Regions from separate parts of the Mus musculus genome. Here region 2 is linked to region 1. The links are chromatin contacts, called in public HiChIP or PLAC-seq maps. All regions are on one chromosome and are shown on one strand. The core of a region is the stretch at or near the end of the contact, and the rest is flanking DNA. Distances in the headings are between cores, read along the strand shown.

Evidence for each region. HiChIP or PLAC-seq counts read pairs in DNA pulled down with a chosen protein or histone mark.
Region 2: a contact with region 1 is called in an H3K4me3 HiChIP or PLAC-seq map of embryonic basal ganglia, with 5 times the contacts expected there. The contact joins two enhancer-like sites. A contact is called at or near these places in 1 of 39 promoter capture datasets (cranial neural crest), 3 of 484 Hi-C or Micro-C datasets (epidermal suprabasal cells, myocytes and nephron progenitors), 2 of 115 datasets of contacts at active chromatin or transcription factors (embryonic basal ganglia and embryonic limb bud) and 1 of 9 other capture datasets (embryonic stem cells).

What each region holds. Positions count from the first base shown.
Region 1 is chr9:29,749,116-29,751,815 of GRCm38.p6, forward strand. It overlaps a transcript of Ntm not described here. Among named protein-coding and RNA genes, the nearest start is that of Gm15521, 120 kb to the left of the region's middle. Within about 2 kb of position 1,351, at least 54 of the 459 cell types and tissues checked have an H3K27ac peak or open chromatin away from gene starts, as enhancers often do. A contact at or near this core is called in embryonic basal ganglia, where this site is marked.
Region 2 is chr9:30,283,354-30,286,053 of GRCm38.p6, forward strand. No RefSeq gene overlaps it. Among named protein-coding and RNA genes, the nearest start is that of Gm26435, 7.3 kb to the right of the region's middle. Within about 2 kb of position 1,333, at least 37 of the 459 cell types and tissues checked have an H3K27ac peak or open chromatin away from gene starts, as enhancers often do. A contact at or near this core is called in embryonic basal ganglia, where this site is marked.

The sequences.
Region 1 (2,700 bases), core at 101-2,600:
ACATTCTACAAAGGCTGATTAAAGAATTAGAATGTCAATGGTTACGGGGAGGTTGGAATGACGAAGGCATTGCATCTGCTTAAAAAGTGTCTTGGACTATCTTTAGCCCTCTAAGGAGCCCACATTTATAACTGACCTAACATTTCAGTGACTATCACCTGAGGCCTTTCAAATGCATTAACTTAGCATTCAACTACATCCCACCAACCCGAGAGCTAAGAACTTTATTATATACCATCAAGAACTATGGCAGCGCTTTCTCTGCTTTGCTGCAACCTATGACCACCAATGTAGTTTTTAAAAGTGTCTTGATTTGTGGCTGTCTTTGTTCTTTGGTTTTGCAGCAAGGAAATTTATTGAAACTGTTGCCATGCCAAAACATCGAATTTTGAGTACCCCTGAATCTGTGTTTTGGGGCTATTTGGCTCTATAATAAACTACCTCTTTCAGATGAGAACTGTTTTTGCTGTTTTTACGCTATCAGTTATAATTGAGCCAATAAACATACTACCTGCTTATTGGGAGGGGGTTAGGATGTGATTATCCTTAGGGTCAGGGGGAGGTTCTTAAGAGCTCTCCTAAGATATCCTGGTGAACATCTGCCAATCACCTATACCAATGATGACCCCTAAGTTCCCCCAAATTCCTGTGAGAAAATATAATCTCTTTGAACATTAAAGACAGGTTACCAGTCAGTAACAGGCAAGGTTAGGTTCCCTAAGAGTTTGTGAGCTTGCTCCACAGACTCTTTGGGAAGTCAAATTACTGAAGATAGGGTCTGGTACATCATAAGAGAAAAGGAAAGACGGTAAGAAAAAAAATATAAAGAAATGGATACGATCTGAGGGCAAGGTGGGAAGGAGACAGGTGCAGGAGACAAACACAGACCGAAGCTGAGTCCAGAAACACTAGGGCTGTCTACCAGCTACAGTAGTCTAGAGGGGGTAAGCACTGCATAAGATTCTCTTGGAGTTTTACTGGCACAGCCTAGCTGGAAAGAGAAAGGAGGGTGTGGAGCATAGCTTTCTAGATCTACCTGGACTTTGAGCATCAGAAATTCTTCAGGGAATGGGACACTGACAACAGCGGCCAATGTCTAGCCAGGCGAAATGGTGGGGGTATTTTGGACGTCTTCTGAGGGCCAAGAGAAGAGGTTTGGGGTCTGCTGAAAGGGTCCTCCATCTTCGCCTTTTTTTCCTTCGGCTATTCAACCGCCAAGAGGGTCTCTGGAGCCCCTCCGGATGCAAACTTCCCCCCAGGCAGCCTGTGGAAGTAGTCCATCACAGCCAGCCTCCAGCGTGGTTCCCCAGCCTGGCCAGCTGGCAGGAAGGCTGCCGAGGCAGCAGATCTGGCGAGAGACTCCTCAATCACATTTACATGTACGTGGTGCAAAAAGGGAAAGATAGGGGGGAAGGGAAGCCCTCCGGAATCCAAAAGGAAAGTCAGTAAGTACTCCACAATAAAAAAAAAAAGAAGAGAGTCAGCCACCAGCTTGATTTGTCTCGGATGTTCTCAAATCGCTGTCCTTAAAAGCTCTGCTTCCCCATCTTCCTTCTCCTCCCGTCATCCAATGCCTGAAGAAAGTCTCTAATTTTGCTTTAATTTGTGCCTTGGTTGCAAGAATAAAACAGAGCGTCACTGAAGCTCCGGCCCCTCCCCCTTGGCACTCTGCAGCTGCACTTCCTCAATGGCCCGATGCCGCCTTTCTCTCCCACCACTCCAGGTTCTTTGCCGAAGGAACCAAGCACCAGGCTTAGGGCGGCTTCCAAACAGACAGGCATCCAACGGTTGCCTTTACCCCTGTGAGCCCCTCAAGCTTCTCAGGAATGGGGGTGCAGATTCTGGTTAAGGGAAGAGCAGAGTGCAAGGGCCTGTTATGGTGTGGATACTGGAATCTCTCAAAACGTCAGTTAATCTTGGGCATCTTGCCAGGAATCGCGTGGAAGGAGATAGTAACAAATTTGGGTGTTTACATCATTTTTCAAGTAAAAGAATAAACACAGGCAGCCTCCTTATTTTCTTACACTTAAATCCTTTTGGAGTATCTGATGACATTGTTTCTCTGTTGGTTCCCAGGTCTCAAGAGTTTTGGTTTTCAAATACAGCCCTGGCTTGAACCAGAGGTGCCCTCAGGCAGAACCCTCCCTTCCAACCCTCAGGGAGGCTAATTTACTTCCCTTTTAGTAGCTTCCATTCTTGTCTCTACCAAGAAGGAGCACTGAAAAGCACTTCTAATTAATCTTTGTAGATTGCTATGCGATCCTGGGGGCTAAAGGCAGAGTATTATTAGAAAGTGCTGGCTGGGTGGGTAGCGGTCATAAAAAAACTAGGTGCTGACCAGATCACTTTTCAAGACATCACAGGTATTGGGAATGGTTGCAAGTGGTTTTATGTGATTGGCTGCTTCATAAGTCCTCAAGAAAATCATAGGGCAGCCACCTGGAGACATGAGCTCCACTTCTCTCCAGCAGGTGTCAGCACAAAGGATTTGTAGCCAGTTAAGCCTTGGCCTTTTTACTTCCACTAACCCCAGTGTACAATAGCCTGCCCTCACCCCCAGCTTTGCTTCCTGAAGCTTTACCTCTTGTGGCTTGTCATCACCACCATCACAAGAAAGTGAGGGTGTTAGCTTTTCAGCTAGTCACATCTGCACAGGCACATACAAGAAACCATATTCACATACTTTCCACTCCAGGATGA
Region 2 (2,700 bases), core at 83-2,582, 530 kb after region 1:
AGGTAGTCACCTGGTGCAGCAGATGTCCCCAATGGCCATAGTACAGATGTCCCCAGGCATCTCTCTGTATGGGCCTCTTTCACACAGCTGATAAGGAGGGCTTTCCAAATACAGATCCATCATGCCCTTCTCCTACTGAGGAACCCAGGAGGCTGCCGTATAGAATATGGTCCAAACTCTTTAGCGTGACATAACGAACCTCCGCAATCTATCTTCTCCTCAATTCGCCAGATTCCTCTTTCACGCTTCTCCCCCGCTCTCATGCTACACTTGCCGCTTGTCATTTTCTCCATGCAGAATGGCCTTTTCCAGCTGCTCTGGGTCTGGACAAGCTGTATTCTCTGCATGGCATTCTGACACCCAGCTCTTATGTGGCCTCCTCTGATAGCCCTCACAGTAGACAAGGGAAAAGGCTTGCCTTTGAAAGTCTTCTGTTGTGATAGCCAATGAGAGGATAATCAGCTTCACGGGTCTTAGAATCACTTAGAGACAAAGCTTGTGAGGGAGCTTCTAGATAGAATTGGGATGGGAAGACCCACCCACAGTGTGTGCAGCCCAATTCCATAAGCAGGTTCCTGAGCGAATATAAAAGAGAAAGCCGGCCAAGCTTGGCAGCTCTCTGCTTTCTGACTACAGAGGCAATGTGGCCAGCTGCCACCATGATTTACCAAATGTGATGGACCATATACCTCAAACCATGTTCCAAAATAACCCTTCTTCCCTGAAGTTGCTTATGGCAAACATCACAACATCGAGGAGAAAAGTAACTTACATGTAGTAATACCCTAAGGGAGCCTGTTTTAATAAAACCCAGAACAAAGGTGGCTTCCACCAGGGAAAATGGGTTGTACCTGGCCCACTTTGACCGTGTGATTCTCCTCCTTCTCTGAAACACCCCCCCCAACTGAACTCCTTGTCGTTCGTTATACCTTAATAATTTTCTTTGCTTTCCACTTCCCTTTTGTTTCAGTTCCCAGGGAATGAACATCAGCCAAAAAATTAAGCAGCTGAGGGGACTCCACTTGTACCCTAAGTAAATGTGTGGGCTCCCTGATGCCAACGTCATCTCCCACCTCTGTTTTGGGCTTTATTAAAACAGGATCTCACTTAGGATGTTTTTGCCTCGGTTTCCAGAGTGCTGGGATTTCCAGCCTGTGCTGCACTGGGCCACCTTACCCTAGTTACTTGTGCTTTTGAGCCCAGAGGCTGTGAATTATTGCATTGATTAGACATAGGCATTCTTCACAGCCTCTCCCTCCTACCCTCCCCCAGCCTCTGCTAAGAATAGTTCTACACTGGCCCTGCTGAAAGCCTGAAGTCGGCTGCTGTCCCACCCCACTGTCTAAGAAGAGGGCGGCTCTCATCAGCAGCTGAGGCTGTGTTGTTCTGACATTGTCACTCCTCTTTCCCGTCAGTCTTTCTTCCCCTTTCCACACAGGCGCTTCATCTGCTCCTCCTTTGAAAGAGGACTCTTGCAGCACGTTCTCTCCACCCGACAGGTGTGGGGAATGACCCGGACCCTCCACTGGGGGCCGTTTGCTTTGATGCTGTGGCTTTATAGAGCATCATTTGTATTCAGCCCTTCCCTCCTGCTCTTGCCCAGTGTGTTTTGATGAGCTTCTCTCTGCACTCATATTGTCTCAGTCGTTAACCACCCATTTGCAAGTCTGTAATTTACTTTTGATCATTCATTTTATGAGGCACACAGGGTAAAAAGCAGATCCTGTGCCTCTCTTCCTTCTTCCCCACTTCCTCAGTCTGGTTCGAAGCTAAAGACTCTCCCGTTCACATACTCCATGACTTTATCGGGTCGCGGAGCCCTGAGCCACCTTGACCTCTAGGAGAGGTCTTCTTTGTGATTCTCCCTTCCGAGCTGGTTCATTAGCTCACCCCTGCCTGCTCTTTGGGGATCCGCTTCTCTGGGAAATGGAGTCATTGGTGCAGGCAGTTCTTTGTGAGTTTATGTATATGAGAGTCCTGACAGCAAGAGGAATGTCTAGCAGAATGGATAGAATTGTTATGCCAAGAGCTAAGCCCCGAGAGGAGCTACAGTAATGCCTGGGGCCCAGCAACTCCAGGCCAGCTCATATTCTACAGCCATCTTTTGTATGGACAGAAACAGTCTCAGCCCAGGATAAGAAGCTGCCAGCCCCACCGAGCAGGAGCTCTAAAGTCATGGCTGCATGAACATCCTTTAAGTGAACATCAGCAGTAGATAAAGTCCAACTCCTCTTCTCACTGACCAGAAAGGTCTACTTGAGCTCAGTGTCTGGGGCTTGGTTCCCAAGGCATTCGTTTTCTGCCTTTTTCTCAAGGCAAGCTTAAACAGCCAGCGTGGAAAGGTGCCCTCATATGTATTCTCCATTGTAAAGGCCTTCATGAAAACGTCTCTGACTGATGTAGTCATGGCAAGTCTATGAAGCCTGAATTCAGTGATGGGTGTGCCAATCACATCCACCCCAGACAGCCTTCTATGCATGTGCAGGCACTATGCTGCCTATTGGCTTCCTTCCTTTCATAGCTCTTACACCTTCCTAAGTAGCGCCATTTCTCTGATCACACGTTGCACGCTTTCCCCTTTATATTCCAAAGTGGGAGCTTTTGAAAATGAAAGCAGGCCTGTAAGCATGTGTATAGAGGGAGGCAGCCATAAAATTACTTCAGCTACCTCTGGTTACCATTTGCCAAGGTCCCACCCCT